Linked DNA regions of Dromaius novaehollandiae: region 1 is linked to region 2. Evidence: chromatin contacts called from public Hi-C data. All regions are on one chromosome and are shown on one strand. Each heading gives the region's core, a stretch centred on a gene start, on an enhancer-like site or on the middle of the called end of the contact. The rest is flanking DNA. Distances are from core to core; before and after follow the strand shown. Region 1 overlaps LOC112996840 (dystonin). Region 2 overlaps LOC135328012 (a long non-coding RNA gene).

Evidence for each region. Hi-C and Micro-C count contacts between places; a contact is called where the count stands out from the background.
Region 1: a contact with region 2 is called in a Hi-C map of ovary, with 3 times the contacts expected there. The contact joins two enhancer-like sites. A contact is called at or near these places in 2 of 4 Hi-C or Micro-C datasets (brain and ovary).

Annotation. Positions count from the first base shown.
Region 1 is chr3:27,991,515-27,996,766 of bDroNov1.hap1, forward strand. All of the region lies in intron 55 of LOC112996840 (dystonin), which reads right to left. Among named protein-coding and RNA genes, the nearest start is that of COL21A1, 150 kb to the left of the region's middle. Within about 2 kb of position 1,402, at least 2 of the 2 cell types and tissues checked have open chromatin away from gene starts, as enhancers often do.
Region 2 is chr3:27,888,211-27,893,579 of bDroNov1.hap1, forward strand. LOC135328012 (a long non-coding RNA gene) reads right to left here. Exons shown (of 3, transcript XR_010388734.1): 3 at 4,257-4,375. Among named protein-coding and RNA genes, the nearest start is that of COL21A1, 49 kb to the left of the region's middle. Within about 2 kb of position 3,456, at least 1 of the 2 cell types and tissues checked has open chromatin away from gene starts, as enhancers often do.

The DNA of each region.
Region 1 (5,252 bases), core at 152-2,651, 100 kb after region 2:
ATCTTGAAGGTGTTTACACAAACAGGCTACCCTGCCTCCACTTTCATCGCTCTCAGTGAAACGTTTTCAAAATCCCATCAGTCTGAAGAACTATAGTAAACTCGCGTTTAGCGTAAGATGCATATATACAAAATGTACACCATAATTTATGAGGTGGTTAAGGTCATAATCAGTGCATCAGTGTAAATGCAGCTTTACCTGGATGTGACTTGATTTTTTTTTCTAAAATATAAAGTGCTTCAGTAAGAAAGGAACAGAAATCTTCCAATATCACAGAAAAGCAAAGTACAGCAAAACCCAGCAGTGGCTCAAATACTTCAGACCCTCCGGGGAACGTTCCGTTTCTTTTTGCAGGTCACAATTTGTATCTTGAATCTCCAGATTAAGCCTCCTGAATGAACGAGCATTACAGAAGGCAGCACATTATCCTCTGTAGGTGACAGATTAACTGTAATCCATTTAAACAGTTTGCAGAATCCCATCTCCTTTATAAATAAAACATGGTGCAGAAGCTTAAAAAGACAGAGCCCACAGTGACTGTGTACAGTTCGGACCAAGGCACAGAGAAAATCTTTGGGGAAAAATAAGTTAAATCCAGAAGAGTAAGAATAATAAAACAGTCCTTTACTTTTTTGGCAGTAGCTATAAAATAACCTTGATCTGAAAAAGGCCGGTTAGTCTCCTCCTGTACCAAGCTTTTCTGTGGTGCATTCACAAGTTCCATAGGAAAACATGATTTTCTAGCAGCCAAGCCAATGCAGCCAAAAAAGCCTCTCAACAGACAGTTAGAAACTCAAGTTTTTTAGACTGCTTTTCCAAATCCCATCCTGGAGAGTTGTTACCCTGTTTAAGGCAACTGCAGAGCAGAACAACTACAGCGTTCCCCCCCCCCAAAGGCACAGTAGATTTACATTCAGCTTAAATTCAGCTGAGTTCTGGCTACAAACTGAAGCTAGCAGGCTGCGCTCACGGCTTCCTCTTCGTTTGGAAGTGCAGCTGTGGAGAAGGAGGCAAAAAAAGGCAATCCCACCACGATCGCTCGCGTGTACCATCCAGCGAAGCCGATAAGCTTTCCAGCTCTCCCTGGTTTCTTACGAACTGACAGGCATCCTCCCAACGCCGAGCCTGAAGAAACGCCCTTTTTTATTCTTGAGGCAACATCTGCTACTGCCCCATTCGTCCTCAGAGCAGCACTCTGCCAGCGCGTTAGTAGGTGCCCGACCTCTTCGCGCTCCCTCCGTTACGCTCTCTGCCTCCCCCGTGACTTAACTTCTCGGTCATCTTTTCACTTCTGCCATTTGCCTGGCGCGGGAGGCCGGCCGCGGCGGCGGTGGGAGGTGTGGCGGCGGCCGGTGACATCATGTAAACCTCAGCGCATTCTTTCGTCGCGGGGCGGCCGGCTCGGGCAGCCGCGCAAGGAAACCCTCCTAATTAGCAGAGATTGCCCACACCGGCAACGCCTGGCTTGGCTAGGGAAGGCGACGCCACTCAAGCCGTAGCAGTATTTTAAAGAGCCGAAAAGAGCACTGCTTTGCTTCGTTGCTTGAAAAGAAGCTAGAGCCACATGCTGACAGAATTAACAGAAATCTTACTTTTCACAGGATCCTGGGGAAAGCGCACATTGCTTTTAACCGCGGTCTGCATTTAATCACTCAGTCTGCTAAATCATCATTTAAAGGAACACTTGCAAACAAAAAGTTACATTGAATGTTTGTGTGTGCATTATTGCTAGGATTTTTTTCATATTCCTCAGTTTGTCTTTAATGAATTGCTTCAATACTTGTTGTTGAATACTTAATTTAAAATGCACAGAGATGCACCCAATTCTAGCTTCGCTGCTACTCCTTTTCACTTTCTGGCGTTTAGACAATAGCTTACTGTAGCATTGTCTGACATGGCAGCCACAACACAAGCAGCATTATAGAGCCGAACAACCCCTTCTCCCACAGTTTTTACTGAAAGAATAAAGATGATGTTTGAAAAAAGTGAATATACATATTTGGATGCTGATTTTTAAAGGAATTAGAGCAGCAAAAAACAGCATAATGGGACAAAGAATCTAGTTCTGGATTTTTAAACCCTTTAAATGGTGTTCAAAATTTTGTGCCAATCTTCCAGCTAATGATTATGTAAGTGAAAGCTGGGAGACGCACAAATAATTCACCAATAGCATGTGGGGAAGCAGTCATGACCAAGCTGCCACCTCACCAGCATAAATCTTCATATCCTTCTTGACCAGAGACCTTCTGCTGCCTGTGATGGGAGGTATCAGTTTTAGTGACAGTTCAGACCTCAGTTTAAGGACAGCACATGGCACTGAGTGTTAAAACTTAACATAGGGTATTAACTGCAATCAGCTGAAGCTTTCTGAGTTAAGCAGGATACACTTCACTCGAGAAATACAAACAACGCACACCTTCTGTTTATTCATTTATTTAATATGCAATAGGCTATTATCAAAATATTAAAGTGACATGAGACAAAATCTCTCTTCCTGCACTCACGTATTTTTCCTCCTCCAGTGAGTATAGTTATTACTTGAAATAAGGCTTCCATAAAAATTACAACCATTATGTATTAAAATTAGGCCAAAGAAACAGTCACCTCTGGTTTCTCTAATTGAGAATATAGACTATAATGGAGAATACAGATTGTAATGGTAAAGATGTGTAAGACATTTTTTGAGGTCCAGTCATCTTCTCACCCCAAACAACAACAAGCAGATCCTCACTGAATTCAGAGGCTGCTGTACCGTTTTATAAGGTCAGTATATAACTGAAATTGGTCCATATTTTGGTTTTCCAATAGTAAAATGATTTTAGTAATATTATAAAAATATTTCATCATTTTTCATCAGATCCACTGAAGGCTTTTGTATGGCACAGTCACTTTCTCAAGCAATTGTTTTAAGAAAAATTAAAACAATTCCTTTTTCTATTTTTGCTTTTTACCACAGATCCTAATTGTAGGAAATCCTGTGCAAAGTTAACATCTTATTACAGTGTTTGTACATCACTGCATGGGAAATCCTACACTTTTTGTTTCTTACTTGACATAAAGAGAAACCTCAAATTATTTTTTCAGCATTATCCACCTTGAGAGCGAAAAGCAGAGGACAAGTGCTACACAACTGACATAGGCCAATTAAAATCTTAGTTCAAGCTCATCGGCAGGAATAGCCAGGCTAGCCTCTTCAGGAGGCAGCCTCTTTAACAGCTAGATCTAGCACTCCAGAAGCAAAAGCCAAAACCTAATGAACCAGACACTGATGAAAGCTGTAACAGTTCCATGTATTTTTTGCTAAGAGGAAAAGAATGTCTTTTAATGACATTACAAAGAATTATGCAAAGGTTTCAAGAAATAAAATAATTCAGCTGCTGGAGTTTTGACTTCTCCCTTTCAAAGAGAAACTAGCTGCCAATACTTTTCCAGCTGCGAACATCCTAACATTATGTGGCTATCCAAAACAGGGGTTTTGGTTCAGTCTCTTCTGTAGGATTCTTTTTTGTTTTGCTTTTGAAGACAGAAGGCAGAATCAGCTTAACTAAACAGAGCTAATTTACTGAAATTTCCTGCTAGTACACATCTATACATGCATTGCATACAGACTTTGGGGTGAAAAAAAATCTAGCAAAGATGAATTAATTAACAGAATGAATTCTGTGCATTTCGTCTTTATTGAGACAAATTCTTCTTCTGTTTATACTCTTCTGGGTGTACTTTGTGAAGTGATAGTCATGGTTCTGCTTTCAGATGAACTCCACGGGAGATTTTCATTTACAGAAAGCAATTTTTATATTTGCATTGTAAATAAATACAGTTTAATACTGACGGTAAGTACTTTCAATTTAACACTCTATAATGGCTGGAATAAGTGGATTAGCAAGAACGAATATAAATAAAACAAGTATGTGTATATAAATAAAAATATAATTCGAAGCTTTTTTAATACTGCATTTTAATGTCAGATGCCAAGGAGACTCACAAAGCTCTGCTCTTTGTACATAAAAATTGGTCAAACCACAAAACCCACAAAAAGCCCATTACACAAGATTCTTCCCTGAAGAAAGTGAAGATGTCATGTGAATAAATCTAGCTACCAAAGAAGAGCTGCTTTGCTTTACTCTTGAGGAACAGAAGTTGACCGTACTCGACCACAGAGGTGAAAGAAATAAAGAGCTAGACTGTGGATTTGTGGCCACAGCCACGTTTTGAGGGTGCGTGTGCGCGTGTGTGTGCGCGCACACGTGTGAGTAAATGCGCCATCAGCGGAGCACGACTTGGGGGAGCCAGCCGATCTGTGGCTTGCTGACTCCGGTGAGATAACTCTTTGGAAGGCTGAAGAGCACCAAGAGGTGTGAGCCTTAGTGTAATTTCGCTGTCATACAGCCCTGCGGCACTCACACCGACCACTGGAAGAGTTATTGTTGATCCTACTCTCTCCTCCTATCAATAACCCTTTGCTACCCGCCCTCACCACCTTAGACTAATAAAATGTCCTATTTTGTGTCCTTCCTATTTTTCAAGTGCTTCCCACTCTACTTCTTTATTCCCGCATTTTCTCCTTATTTCAACAACCCCTTCACTTTTTCATTTTTCACCTCCTGTTTAATGGCATTGCGTGGTCACTCATAAGCAACTGTGTGGCGTAAAAGAGTTGTTTTAAGCAAAGCACATTTCTAAGCTTAAAGTGTCTAAAATAAACACAGTCCTAGAGTATAATTCAGGGTACAAACACGCTGCTATTGATGTTTTCCTTTTCCCCTCTGCAGCTTTTCTTTTCCTTTTTTTTTTTTTTCCTTCTTTTTTTCTTTTTACCACACAAGCCCTTTGGTTACAAGGACACTGTCTTCCCACAGGTACAGGTCTGCACTGACCAGCCAAGGATCTCACTCCAGACATATTCCTGAATTTTAGAGTTGCTGTATCTCTTGTCCAATGATCCTACCAAGTACAATACTGGGACATGAAGCGCACCAGCCCTACTGTTCCCCAGATTCTTCTACTATAGATTCGCCAGACTGCTTTCCCCTAAAAGCATTGCTCTTTATGGCCAAAAAGAGAGACATACCTAGTTTAAAAGACCTGAAGCTGCATCTGATGTTTGAAAACATGAGAAATGTGGTAAAATCAGAGATCACAAAAAGGCTGCAACTTAAATCCTGTGCAGTCAGTCTAAGCAGTAACAATCACAGCAGGATCTTTTGTTATTTTCAGACTTCCAAAGTATTATACTAACCATACACACAGAA
Region 2 (5,369 bases), core at 2,206-4,705:
TTGCTATGAGGACACGTTATCTCAGCTTTTAGCTTAATATAAAAGGGAATCAGCAGTACTAATGGAATATTTTGGAGTCTGTGTCCTAGGTTGCGAGCCAAGTTAAAAAAGAAAAGTATTTTAATGCATCTGTTAATGGATTTTGTACAATTCTCTTCAGTAAATTCTGAATATCAAATATATTAATTTTACACTGATGTTTCATGAAAAGCTACTGATAATAGCCTTGCATATAAGAACAGACCGACTGCAGAAAGACTGCTGAGAATAAAAGACAGAATGTCAAAATGTCTTCAGTCTAAATCACAGGAATTGTAAAAGGTCTTTAACTAAGGACCTTGTATGTGTTTTATAGTCTGTAAAAAACTCACTCTCTTTATCAAATGTTTTGGGCATTCTCCTGGAAATGAGATTTCCTACTGATTTTTACAATGACAATAAAGCAGAAGGCAGAACAAAGAGGCACCACATAATGGTTTGGAGTCAGGAAAGGAGCAAAGCAGGGCTGCATTATGCCTCCAACATCTGTTCATTTTTTAGCCCAGGCTGGTAATACCTGTGCCTCAGATGGGCTCCAGCAGTGGTGTTCCCACTGGCAGGAGGGGAACAGATGCCATCATCCCGAGGGGGATAATTTGGAGGATCTGTGGCTGAGTGTAAGCCTGCAGCTCAGGAGCTCACTGTGCAGGGGCGTGAAGGAGCACTCACTGGGATCGACGCAAAAGTTACGGTGAGAAAACTGAATCACGCAGGTGAATTTTTTTTGTGAGAGTTGGCAAAATCCGGTGTTTTAAATTATAACTCAAGCAAAGAGCTATCAGGTTACTGAGTGCAGGTCTACATCGGGGAATGCTTAAATAATGCAGTGGGTGCACTAGAGAAGTCTTCCTACCCCACAAAATGGAAGACAGGGAAAACACAATGAAATTATTCCCCATTATATCCTGGGAAATTCAGAACCCAGTAGCCTGTGCAAATCTACCAGTTGGCAGAAATAGAAGGGGCTTTTATTAAGTTTGCTATAAAGGTATTGGCAGCTGCTGGTACTTGCACATACTAGACTGCAGACAGTAAAGGTACAGAAAATTGTCAGGCAACAGAACTGCAGTTCAAGCTACAAAGAGCAAGAACAACAGCCGAGGGATGCGGCAAGATACTGAAGCTTTCCTGTAGCTTTCCCATACAACAAACTCCAGATTATTTGCAGCTGATTCTCTACAGCTGGTAAAATTCATTATAGTTCAGTCAAAACGCAAGAGACAAGCTCTCTTAATGAGAGCTGGATTTCAAAGAAGAAAGGGGAAAGCAGTGATGTAGGGCAGAATTTTCTGCAGAATTATTCATAAGTAAATAAACTCCTAAAGTAGAAATATTATAATATAAAACAAAATAGCAACTTCCTGTTGGAGCTGGATGACTATCCTTAAGAAATACTTACCTAGATAGGATGTAACTGCATATAAACATCTTGACTGGTTACAATGCATGACAGTACCTGCGTGTACATGTAAGTCCTACTTCATGCTTGCACGTGGCTCTGGTATGTTATTTTCATTGAGACGTGCTGTAGTAAATGTAACTACAGAAAACACAATGCTCATAATGCACACACTGGCACCAGAATGGAAATCTTGCAAAAGAAAATGGCTCTGCTTTACAGTATGCAGAGTGACAGAATAATTTTCACAGATCATGCCACTTTTAGAAGGTCCCACAGTCTTTCTGAGGAGCAAGAGAAAAACCAGTGCAAGTTCCATCCAAAGCCTTTGTTCTGAAGTAGAAAACATTGACATTATTTCTAAAGCATATGGAACTGTCTTCAGTGATTGTTTACAAAGGTATTAATTGCTACAGAGCCTGATCAGATGGAGATGTTGAAAGGAACAAAGCCGGAAAAGGGAAACAATAGCAAAGAAGAGGAGTGGCCCAGTGCACACAATAACCAGGTTTAGAGCAGCCAAAAAGCACCTCCTGCACTGAACTGTTTCATCAAGGTCGTCAGATACCAAATGCAAACACTTGAGCTGATCTTTTCTTTCCAGATTTGTGCTCCTCCCCTTTGGTCTGGAGTAAACGCCTCATCCTGCTCACGGCATATTCCCCCTGGCTTTTACCCTGGGGCTCCTTTAGTGTCCGCTGTTAGCTCCTGGGCAGCCCATCTCTGCTTGCTTAAATCTGGCCCTTTTTTAGCACCAAGTTCCACTGAAGTGTCAGTAGGTCTCGCTCATCCTTGACAAAACATTTACACCAGCAAGAAGAGCATTAATGGAAACCAGGCTATTGTATATTGTGGTACTCCTTTTCTTTGCTGTTGTCTGGCCTCATTCCCCAAAACCTTCCCAACCTTAAACCCCTAAATTTCCTCCCCTTTATGCAAGAATACAGGCAAAAGAAGTAATCCCCTCTGCTCTTCTCCTAGCAACTTGGCCCCACCTCTGAAGCTGACTGAGACTCATTGCTTTCCCCTTACAAGGCTGATATTCTGTCCAATATTTCTTTCAGGGACAACATGTATCTCAGTTGGAACAACAGCTCTAACTTCAGGATATAGCAAATTGAGTGTGCATGTGCTTTAAAGTTCATCTGGGAGCACACAGCAAGTCTGGCAGGCCCAGAACACATAAAGCAAATTCTGTATGTATTAACCATTGTATGTAATCATCCTGACATAATGGACTGTACCTATATTTCTATCTGGGATTTTCCAGACACAAATACAGAATCTCCTCTAAGAGTCTCTCATGTGTAACTATCCCTATAACTGTGGCTGCAGAAAACAAAACAGAACAAAAGTATTACCAAAGGTAGTACAAGGGTAATTTATACTGTTTTCCTGCAGTGAGAAATTAAGGCCACTGAAAAAAATTTGCTAGGTGCAGCTGTGTCTTAATAAACAGTTCACAGAGAGACAAGCTCCAAATAGTAAATAAGGCACAAATAAGACACATCTTGCATTTTTTGGATGACTAAGCAATATAGCATGGTTCTGTTCGGAAAAAGAGAGCTCGCCCTTATGGCAGGCAGAGGCCCAGAGGGTCCAGCAGGTTCAAGGACAGAGAGAGGTCTCACCAGAAGGCAAGGAAGGCAACCAGAGCTCATGCAGTAGTCAGGGCAGCAGCTTCCTGCTATGGACTAGATTTCCTGAATTATAAGCAGGAGTGGCAAAAGCTGCAGCTGGGGAGAAGAAAAGCAGCTTGCCAAGCATGGGAGTGAATGATAGCTGGAAGGGAGGCACCTTACAGCTGGGACAAATATGTGCGTACACGCAAGAAACGGAGAAGCTGAGAAGCCAGAGGCCCTGAGGAATGGCAAGCAGCGAAATGGCACACAATGCCAGCGCTGCAGGAGGCACGTGTGCTAAATTATTGCCCCAGCCTAAAGCAGGGAGGGAGATCTAGATGTCTATCTAACTGCTTTTGAATAGACTTGCAATTTGAACTGCAGAATGGCTCCTTTGTCTCGCTCCCTTGCTGAGGCTAAAAGCCATAGAGGCACGCAGCCAGATGGCCAAGGCAGACTCTGATGACCGAGAGGAAAGCAAAGAAAGCAAGCTTCATTCCTTAAATCTGTATTGATCCCTGAGGCTTACAGAGCAAAATTCCAGGGATTACACAACCTAAGGGTATGATATAGAAATTAAGGATCTTGGCTAGGAGGTACCTACGAGTATGGAGCAGAGATGTGGATGTACCTACCCTATGTGACATATAAGGTCTTAGGCTGCTTAGATCTGCTTTATGAGATGTGTGCGATTTCAAAGCGCAGCCAGTGAAGATGATCTCCACTCACTCAATATGCGATGTGCGTACAAGGCACAAATACAGTTTTAAAAGAAAGTCCAATAACCTAATAGTCCCCTGAGAGCAGTCACTCAGGGAGCTTTCGGAAAAAGAAACTACATAGTGGGTGCCAGAGGCAGTGAGGCAATGTAACTAAGAAGATGGATGAAATGGATGAAAAACAAGTGCTGTGCAACAGAGACTTATTTTGTATTAACTCTGCCAAATGGATTATTTATATCCTAATCTTCTCAGCTGATAAGACTGCAACGAGCTCCTGGTATTCAATGAAGCAGATAGGCTTCACCTTAGAGCAGCTCTGCCAGCCTCTGACTGCCGTCTGGAGTGTACAGATTCCAGCATAATTCTTGCAGAAAGTGGCAGTTTATAATGAGATATTCTTGGGACAACGAGACATCGGGATGGCCCAGACTGTAAGCAAAGTAGCAAAACTACATCAAGTACTGAAAGAGCGTACCTGCTGGAGAAATGTCCTCAGTATGAAACAGTGATGCGAGGATCCTGGGCCTGGAAAGCAGTGGAGATTTGCCCCAGTGATCTTTGCTGCCCAAGGAGTATCAGTGAAAGCTGACAGGCTGGCAAACGAAAACACATAAGCAGGACAGCGTGCTTCAGCTAATGAGGGCTATCTGTGCTGAAGTGAACACACAAAAGCTGACAGGAAAGTATTAGCATATAAGACAATTATAATGCTCATTGCAACAGCCTTTTCCTAGTTGGCTTCATAGTCATATCTTTGGAGAACAAATGAAAATGAAAGAATCTGGACTTGCGAAGTCACCTTGCAAGCTTCAAGGCAAGATCATTTCTAGCTTGAACAGCAATATCTGACCAGCAGCATCCACACAGCCGCAGAGCAACACTTACCTTCAGCCCAAGGCCTGCCTTCAGCTACCTCCTTTTGCAAAGGCCCTAGAGCCCCTCTCTTGCATTGCCAAAATGTGGGTGTCCCTCACTGTGTGTGAGGAGTAACTATCATGAGACAAGCAATATTCTCGGCCTTTTCCTCACTAGCTCCGTTCATATTACAGTGGAAGAATGATTGTCCTCTAGCATCTCCACAAGAGGCTCACCACAGCTCACCGTTGAACTAAATCATTTCAGTCAAAATTCAGATATGTAAACACACGCACACATATATATATGCATTCACATATATTTTACAGAATTCCAGTGACTGTATCCAGATCCAGATCCTACCATCTCCCATTCCTCTTTTCAAGAGCCTCCAGTACTTAGCTTTCTTTACTATTAGAACATTTAATTTTTCCTGAAGTTTAACAGAAATATCCCTAACTGCTATTTTAGCCCATTGCTTCTTGCGCTTTCCCCACTGAAACAAAGAACAGTTTATTCCCTTCCTCCCTGGACCATCTTTTAGAATATTTTAAGACTGCTATCACACCTCTCCTTGGTCTTCTTTTCTCTAGACTAAACAACCCAGTGCCTTCAACTCCTAGAGCATGATTTTTTAAACCCCGTCATTCTTCTTGCTTGCCTCTGGACTTTGTTCAACTGGACCACATCTATCTTGAAGTGAAGTGTCTGCATCTGAAACTTTACTAATAC